Regions from separate parts of the Mus musculus genome. Here region 2 is linked to region 1. A link is a contact called in public HiChIP or PLAC-seq data. All regions are on one chromosome and are shown on one strand. Each heading gives the region's core, a stretch centred on a gene start, on an enhancer-like site or on the middle of the called end of the contact. The rest is flanking DNA. Distances are from core to core; before and after follow the strand shown.

Evidence for each region. HiChIP or PLAC-seq counts read pairs in DNA pulled down with a chosen protein or histone mark.
Region 2: an H3K27ac HiChIP or PLAC-seq map of acute myeloid leukemia shows a contact between it and region 1, with 2.8 times the contacts expected there. The contact joins two enhancer-like sites. A contact is called at or near these places in 12 of 39 promoter capture datasets (the C10 cell line, the HPC-7 cell line, cranial neural crest and 9 more), 1 of 15 datasets of contacts at CTCF or cohesin (CD8 T cells), 5 of 484 Hi-C or Micro-C datasets (CD8 T cells, the G1E-ER4 cell line, Th17 cells and 1 more) and 7 of 115 datasets of contacts at active chromatin or transcription factors (CD8 T cells, acute myeloid leukemia, bone marrow-derived macrophages and 2 more).

What each region holds. Positions count from the first base shown.
Region 1 is chr11:11,520,085-11,524,630 of GRCm38.p6, forward strand. No RefSeq gene overlaps it. Among named protein-coding and RNA genes, the nearest start is that of Gm11998, 35 kb to the right of the region's middle. Within about 2 kb of position 1,912, at least 95 of the 459 cell types and tissues checked have an H3K27ac peak or open chromatin away from gene starts, as enhancers often do. A contact at or near this core is called in acute myeloid leukemia, where this site is marked.
Region 2 is chr11:11,707,247-11,711,792 of GRCm38.p6, forward strand. Ikzf1 (IKAROS family zinc finger 1) reads left to right here. Exons shown (of 8, transcript NM_001025597.2): 3 at 539-658. Among named protein-coding and RNA genes, the nearest start is that of Ikzf1, 24 kb to the left of the region's middle. Within about 2 kb of position 1,870, at least 5 of the 459 cell types and tissues checked have an H3K27ac peak or open chromatin away from gene starts, as enhancers often do. A contact at or near this core is called in acute myeloid leukemia, where this site is marked.

The sequences.
Region 1 (4,546 bases), core at 662-3,161:
CTTCCACAATCAACCTGAACGAGGCTGAGGTTTGCCTCCTACTCTCAGAAAGAGCGACCCAAGTCACCTATTAAAAATGAATAAACCACACTAGGATTATAGATGTAAACATACTGCTAGGATTTACATTCATTCATTCAATAGAACTTCAAGGCATAATGAAGGGGAAGTTCCTGAGGGGGTCAAGAAGCAATGAGGAGCAATGTAAAGAGTCACTATAACATATTCATGCCAAGAGCCCTCAGTGACCATGAGCCTGCCATAGCCGAAGTTCAGCACATTGACTCTAACAATTTTCTCTTAACTATAATGCATTTCTAAAAATTAAAGTATTGTCATTTCTAAGAGGTGTGCTACCCATACACACGTATGTTAGGTAGCTACATAAATAAAAACGGCCTTGAGGATGGACCCCCCCCCCCATAGTTGACTTTGGGCCTCACCTGTTGTTTTCCTGGTGGCACTAGAAATAAAAACACCACAATTACCTTAATATTGAAACTGCAATAAAAAAAATACAGATACTTCTGGGCTTTGTGGAGGGTCATGAATGGAAAGCTCTCCCTTCCTGGCCTAAAAGATGGACTCCCATTCATCTATACCTCTGACCCTGGGTGTAAGAAGGCCTTCTCATCTACCTCAAAGATTAAAACCCTACATGCAGACCAGCAAGATCCCTGAGCAGGAAAAGGGACTGGCCACTAAGCCTGAGGTCCTGAGTACAACCCTAGGACATACACGGTAGAAAGAGAGAACCAGTTCCTACAAGCTGTGCTCTGACCTCCACATACATGTTCCATATATGTATATGCATGTATATGTATGTGTCTGTCTGTATGTATATGTATACGAATAGACAAATAATAATGTAATAGCATATACACCATTACATGCTATTGCAGCTTCCCTTAAGAGTTAATGTAAATGAAACTGTCTATCACTACCCTACAGGAAGCTGCCCTGTAGTTCAATAACCAGTAGGAATCCTGCTTTATAATGTAAATCTGAGCAGTGAGCCCTTTGGTCATTGCTCATTCTCTCCCTTAAGAGTGGTTCACTTCTTTCTGTAATAAATTCTATTTCCTACACAAGGGTCTGTAATAAACTTTCTTCCATTCTACAAACTGTGCATATCTTTCCGTTCAGTTGGCAGAGAACATACAGGCCAGGGAGTCACTGGTGAACAGAGTGAGATTCCAGTGACACTTTAAATAAATATACATAAAGGATAATTTAGTAGACATTAGTAGCATATCCTTGCCTAAAAAAGTACTTGTCTTTGCGGAAATGAAAATACATGGATTACTTTGGAACTGGGGGAGCCTCACTGACTCACAGGGCATGGGATCTAGGGGGATCCAGAAAGTATTCTTATAATACTGCAGGAAAATGCAAATATTTTCAGCAGCTACCATCATTTTCACTCCTGATTGTTTTAGTTTTGTAACATTATAAATTCTTCCTTATTCAATCTACCCAAATGGTATTCAGAAACAACACTGATTAATTAATTAGGTTATAATTAAGTATTATAATCTAGGGTTGGTAGTGTACATGAGAAAGCGTGGGTAGGTTATGTGTACATTCTGACATGTCATCTTAGCCACTTGAGTATGTAGAGCCTGCCATCCATAGGGTCTTGAAACAAGCCTTCCCCCAAAGATACTAAGACAGTTTAACACTGATTAATTAATTAATTAATGCACACATTTTTTTAGATTGTGCTTGTTTATTTCATTCACTATAAGTGATTCTGAATATACTCTAAATTGCTGTTAAAATATTTCCTGCTTCATCCTCTGTAAAGGACATTTCCTCACACTTGTTGAAGTTTGGCACGGAGAGTCCCTGTAGCCCTCTATCTAAACTGCTTATTGTGGTTACAGGTTGGGGCGGGGCTGGCTTCCTCCTGCCAGCCCCAGATGTTGCAGGCTACCCTGTGTGGGTTTCCAGGGCAAGCTCTGCTGATTCTAGTCTGTAGGCTGTAATGGAAACAGCTTTATTTTGTCACATTCACACTTTGGAAACAAGACGCTAACACATGTTGGGTGTAAATCTATTTTTCCAGTGCTGGAAGACCGTTTTCATTGTGTCTTCTGTGGGCAGAGCCACAGATAAAAGATAAAGGCAGACTCACTGAGCACCCTGTGGGGACACACAGGAAGAGATATCTGAGCAGAGAAGGGAAGGGAGAGGAAGGGCCTCAGGCACAAGTTATGGGGGTTCTAAGTTGTACAGCATTTGACTGGAGTTCATGTAAATCAACTTTGCAGAATGTCAAATCAAGGCTGCAGACTCTGGTGGAGTTCATAGCCCTCCGTAGTAACTTGCCCATGCAAAGCATAGCCATAGATTCTCTTGAGTGACTGATGAGTTTTGGGACACTACTGGGGCTGGAAGCGTTCTGTGCAAAGCAGAAATCAAACAGAGACTCTCAAATAAAGGGAGGAGGAGGAACTGATGATGTTTCTGAACAGTATATTGTCAGTCCCCTACTAGAAACAATGGTCACAGATCAGCAACTCCAAAACAAAGCCAGCGTTCTAGTAAATGCAAACTGTCTTAGTATCTTTGGGGGAAGGCTTGTTTCAAGACCCTATGGATGGCAGGCTCTACATACTCAAGTGGCTAAGATGACATGTCAGAATGTACACATAACCTACCCATGCTTTCTCATGTACACTACCAACCCTAGATTATAATACCTAATACAATCAAATTTTATATAAGTAGGTGTTTTATATTAGTAATAAGTAATTAAGGCATAAAAGGTAGGAGATATTGGGTATAGACTCATATAGCTTTCCCTAAATATTTTGAATACATAGTTGGTTGGGTACAGAACAGGCAGATTTGGAGGGCCAATAATGCTCCTGATGCTATGGTTTCGTATGATCCTGTCAACACTCAATTACAAACGTAGCCAAAGGTCTCCCTAGAATCTCTGGAAATCTGTTTTCTAGGTTGATGTCCCGAGAGTCCTTTCATGGGATGTTTCTAAGACTAGTGTGAACAGTCACACATTTGTCTTTCAAGATCTAAAGCCTAAGCAAACAAGGCATCCTAAGGGTGTTCAATGTTGTTGGAAGAACTGCTGTCTAGGGAAATCCTTGAGTTTCTTTTTGCTTCCGTGGATCCCACACGCAGAGTGTAAGGCCCCCATTCCAGCTCAGGCCCTAGAAAGAAACTCAACTTTAGAGCATGGCGTTTATCCACCGGTGAGCTCCTCTCAGATCTGTAGGCAGGGGTGAAAGAAAATACTATATCTCTCTATCCTTTAGTCAGCCAGAACATCAGGTGTTCATCTCTTTCCTGCAGTCAGCCAGAATATCAGGTGTTCAGAGTTGCAAAAGAAAATCCAGCTGTCTTGGACAAATTGGGTCCCATGAATTTTGGGTCAACAGTGGCCAAAACTGAGAGCAGAAAAGCAAGAGAAAGTATAGGGAACTTGCTGTTAGTCTGTGCCTTGACACAGCCCTGTGTCTTCTGCAGAGGCAGTTTTCTTATCTTCCTCTTTGGTTTTATGAGTACTGATCAATATTTAAAATTTTGTAATTGTAAATGGATGAGTTTATATTTTCTAAAAATGTGAATGAATTATGTAAATTATGAGATTTTTAGAAAGTAGAGTCAAAAGTAGCATATCAAAAGTTGTGTCTGATTAGATTCCTGCAAAGTGCTTCTCTCTCTCTCTCTCTCTCTCTGTGTGTGTGTGTGTGTGTGTGTGTGTATTTGTGTGTGTGTATGTTTGTGTGTGTGTATATTTATGTGTGTGTGTGTGTGTGTATGTTTGTGTGTGTGTGTTTACAGGTATGAGTGTGCATGTATGTGCATTTCTCATTGTCCTTGGACTTTAGAAGTTCCCTTGACTATGTTTGTTTTGAAAAAGAACTTATCTTTCCTAATTTTCTCATCAAACTAGGGTCAGAAACATACCTTTTAGGTCATTGGTTTTCTTGGTTTGCTATTTAAAAGGATATGTCTCAACTGCCTTCTACTAAAGGTCACAGAAATATTAATATGCTTCTAAAACAAAAGGACCAAAAGGCTCAGCTTTCAACATAAGTTAAAGTGTGGTGATGCAAATTGCAGAAAATCAGTGGCCTGTATCTTCAAGAATTATTTAATAATGAATTTATCAGTAGAAAAATAAAAGGGCCTCTCTCAAGTAACCCATACACAAAACAGCTAAGACAAGCACAGGGAGAGACAGCGCTGATGGAATTAGGAGACACTCCAAGAAGAACTGTCTCAAGAGAGGACAGAAGTGTGTGTTCTCATGATCCCAAAAGCCTTGAAAGGGTGTGGATCCACCCAAAGTGTAGTGACTTCAGCCAAGACACCCAAAGAGGGTATATGTTATGTGGAGAGGATTGAGCACAGAGGTTGTACCTAAGTAGGTTAGCCAGGCTCATAGTTGATACAAGCCCATCATTGGTGACTCAATAAGCAAATATACAGGTTACATCTTATATTGTCCCCCACTCATATAGTCACCCAAGTTTAGGAGTAAGCTCAACAGCTCTATGAAGGTGAGTACTCCTGG
Region 2 (4,546 bases), core at 620-3,119, 190 kb after region 1:
ATGTATACAATGATGATCTTTAAGGATATGTCCAAAATTGACTGAAAGGAGGTTCAGTGCAAAATTGATTATATAGACTCAAAACAATATATAGAGTCAAAAGAAGCAAAACAATGAACCTAATTCCTTATTTCCCCTATAAATAAAATTGTAGAAATAGGTTTGTATCAACAAATTGTATTGAGGATGTCTAAAAGCCAGTTTGCTTTGAAAAATATCACCACATAGACCCTATAATATATCAATATTTATGTAGTAATTTGGTATCAGGAATAGTTAAGGCCACAGATGTTGTTTTGCTTTTTGTTGTTTTCCTTTTGTAAATCTTTGTTCTGTCCTCTGATGTCTATTTAGTGCTTAGCAGTGATATTCATTCCTAGGAAGAGAAATATGTATTTGTCCTAACAGGGAAGCATTAATTCAGAGCAGGTACCCCTTCAGTCTGCCCTAGTGCTGTCAAGGTGAAGCCCAGGCAGTGAGGTTTTCCCAGCAGCTGACAACGCCTGCCAGAAACTCAAGCTCTGATTTGTGTCTGCAGGAAAGGAGAGCCCCCCAGTCAGTGACACTCCAGATGAAGGGGATGAGCCCATGCCTGTCCCTGAGGACCTGTCCACTACCTCTGGAGCACAGCAGAACTCCAAGAGTGATCGAGGCATGGGTAAGTGGCTCACCCTGCTGTCCTGCAGGCTGTAGCATATGCACAGTTAGGAAATGGCTGCTGTGTAGGATAAGGTAGGTGGGCTCATTCCCTCTTGTCCTCTGAGGTCAGTCACATAACAGGGTTTCCTCAAGTTGGGATATGGGTGATCTGCTTTAATTGATGTGTTTATTTTTAAGGTGGTTTTCTGTTGACTACAGGTGATCTTGGTGTTACTATGTGCTGAACAACATGGAACTGTATGAAATACATTTGTATTAATTTAAAGGTCACTTTAAATCAAGGAGTTCGGCCAGTGTTGGAGCATATAGATCTCCTTTGCTTAGTCCTGAAAACACCCTGTATGCTAGGGGTTCTTTTCAAAACATAAACAGATGGTCACAACCTGCCTGTGGTTCTCATCACCAAGCGAGAGGCTCATTCTGGGAAACAGGAGAAATTGTCCTTTGACCATGCCACACAGGGAGAGCCCCTACTTCACAGTCAGGCTAAGGACTTAGTTCTTGTGGAGAAAGAGGTGGGCTTGCCCAGAATTTCCACAGCTGCTGTGGAACCTCTGCAGAATCATCATGCTGTAGGTGTGATTTAAGGAACCGAAAACCAGGCTGGTTCCTGGAGAGCGGGAAAGATGTGTGTATTTCACGTGTCATAGATGAATAGGTCACAAGTGCTGTGGGCACCTTGTCCCTTTGGCCGTGTAGTGTGAGCAGGGAGCAGGCTTCGCTGGCACTGCTGGCTGGCTCCCTCACGGGCCTTTGCATCCTAAATCAAGTGCTCAGTTCCAGGTGCCCTTGGTATGCGCACTCTGTAGAACATGTCATTCCCAGGGTCTTCTCTCCCTGACTGTCACCATGTACAATTTTCAGTTCAATTTCCTTTCAAGATGAAGTTTAGAAAGTAATCATTTCAAACTTGAAAAATTAAAATGCCTTGGTAAACGTTTTGCCTGATTTGGCAGTAGCAGTTGACTTGGCCCTGAAGACAGGAGGAGGCTATTTGATGTGAGCCTCAGAAACAAAGAGAGCAAAGTTTTTGGTGGACAACTAGAAGCCACAACATCACCTGCTAGAAAAACTGAGAGCAAAAGCCCAGAGAACAGATAGTACATGGGAAAGGGATGAGAAAACCCACCATTGGAACACCCCCAGCCACACTACATGGTGGCCGCCTTGTCCTGTGTGATTGTTGAAGGAAATCCACCCATTTCCACATGTAGGCTATATATAGGCTGTAAGTTTCATAATGTGTAGAATATAACATTAAATAGAATGGGGTAATATCTAGGAGGTATTCACAAATTACAGGAAATAAAGTTGAAGCAATACTTCACCACACTGCCTTATGGAGTGGCTCATGAGAATCATGGATTAAAAAGGACAGGGGACCAGGAATCAGGAGAGTTTGGAATAGGATCAAAGGGCAACAGGGTCAAGCAAGAGTCACCATGGAAACAGGGAGGCAGGAGGGCAAGTCTCAGAAGGGACACATCCAAGATTCTGGTCCCTGACTGTGACCCTCAGGGCAGAACTTCTCATTTCTCTGAGCCTCCATTTTCCTCATGTGAGCGAGAGCACTACCGCATGCCCCAGAGTGGCTTTGTGGGCCAGATGAATAAAGCAGAAGACAGAATGGCAGACAGACTAAAAGAGAGAGAAAGTGTGTGGGTGCATCGCAGGCACAAATGTTCCTAGGGACTGTTCCTAGAGAAAAGGGATCCATGCGGCCTCAGTAGTAAGATGAGGACAGACAACAGAGCATAAGGAAGAGATGAGTCCATTAATAAAAAACGGACCCATAAAACACGCAAAATTGAAAACAGCCAGGAGAGAGAGAGAAATGTGTTAGAGAAGGACAGCGACAAGAGGAGACTGACTGCAGATTGAGAGCTCAAGCCTGTGGAGTGACCAGCAGTGAGGACGCAACAACCTGGGTCACTCAGTGGAGAGAAATGGGCCTGCTACTGACAGCTGTGACCATGCCAGGAGACTCTGTACCAGACAAGAACAGACAGAGTTAGAAAACAAGTGGTGAGAGACTGGAAACCAGCCCCTGACTGGCTAGTGGGTCATTCCCAGGATTAGAAAAGTTGGGGTTTCACACACTGCTGCTTTCTGTAATAATGCTGAAAGGACACCATAGATCTATGTATAAAAATTGGGACAATGGCAGTCAGAGGCAGAGTAATACAAGCACCATTATTGGGCCTCCATTTTCTTCAAAGTCTGAATAAGAAGAAAAAAAGATTTGAAGAGCTGCTTGAAGAATTTAAGTCAGACCCGAAGAAGAACTTTCTGGAAAGCAGGGATTTAGTCATCGGAACGGTCTACTTAATGGCACTGTGGCTTGTTCTTCTGAAGTTATCTCTTTAATAATGAGAACTCTCAGCTCTCTGAAGTGGTTGTGTCTGAAACCATTTGAAGCTGACGAAGCACTCAATTGACCTCTTCTGGCAAACCTGAGTTTACCAAGTCTCAGATGTTTGCTGGAAGAAGGGCAGAGCCGATTGCACTGACACAGAACTCTAGGGCCTCATAAAGGCCTTCCTGTGGGACAGTGTCCAGGTTGATGTCTAGAGAGCAGATGGGCAACTATAAAGAAAAGTGATGGCTCAATACTCTATTCCTTTGCTCAGTAATACATCTTCCTTCTTTCTGGTGAGTTTCCCCCTGGTTTGGGTTTGCTCTTGTCACTTGTGGCCTAGAAGAGAACAGAGCTGTGCTCTCCTTCCCAGCTGGCAAGCTGGGGATTGTGGCCAAACTGTGATAAAATCCAGAGCACCACTCTGTTTGAATGTGACCATAGGGAAGCTGGGACAGAGAGAGAAGGGAACCCAGAATGAAAGGTGGAATTCCAGGCTAAATGCACAAACACCTAGAAAAAGCCAAGCCAGTATGAGGCTTGGCAGAGTCCAAGGGAAAAGCCAATAGAAGGATAGGCCTGCTCAAGGCTGAGCTGAAAATGGGATGTTGCTAAGCAGGGGAGGCTAAGTCCATGACTGAGCACTGGACAATCTGTGCAGAACCCAGACAGAAGGAAATGGGATTGAACTCTGAGAAGGTGCATTCTAGGATATGCACCCTTCAGTCTCCCTTTGAGTGTATCTCAATCTGATATTCATCTGCCAGATCTGAGAGAGGCTGACCCTGTACAGCCTCTCAGTGAGTGCTTGCACCTAACTTTTACTCTTCTTAGCTTAGATGAGAAGAGAGAAAACAGATACAAAAGAAAATCTACATTTTTCATTCTTCTAGGAATCCTGAAATAGTGAAGTGTATAAAAATATTGATCTTGGTTTTTATTTTGTTTGGTTGTCTCCTCCTCCTCCTCCTCCTCTTCCTCTTCCTCCTCCTCTTCTTCCTCCTCCTTCCCCTCCTCCCCCTCCTCTTCCTCCTCCCCCTCTTCCTGTTCTTTTTTCTCCTCCTCTTCCTCCTCTTTCCTTCTCCTCCTGCTCTTTCTCCTCCTTCATTTCTTCTTCTTCTTCCTCCTCCTCCTCCTTCTTCTGTATTCATTACATTGACTCAGCCATGAGGGCAGGGCTGAAGCAGGAACTATAAGCAATCATTTTAAGTTCTCATTGTATATAGGCAATGTACATGTTACTGTGTCACATGAGAACATTTAGAAATATATTGTCACATATTGACAACTAATTGTCCTGTGCCAGTGTCCTCTCCCATGTGTATGTGTGGGGGTAGCAATAAGTTTTGGTTGGCATACAAAATCTGGGATTCACTGTATCATTTTTAAACATACTATGGCACCAGGCTTATTCGCCCCATCACTACCATCAACTTTAGGCAGTCAAGGATGGGTCCTCAGGATATAGAGCAGCCATGAGATTCTAGGCCTAGGAGAAAGAAGGGCTGGAGGGAGGTTTTTAGGACTGAA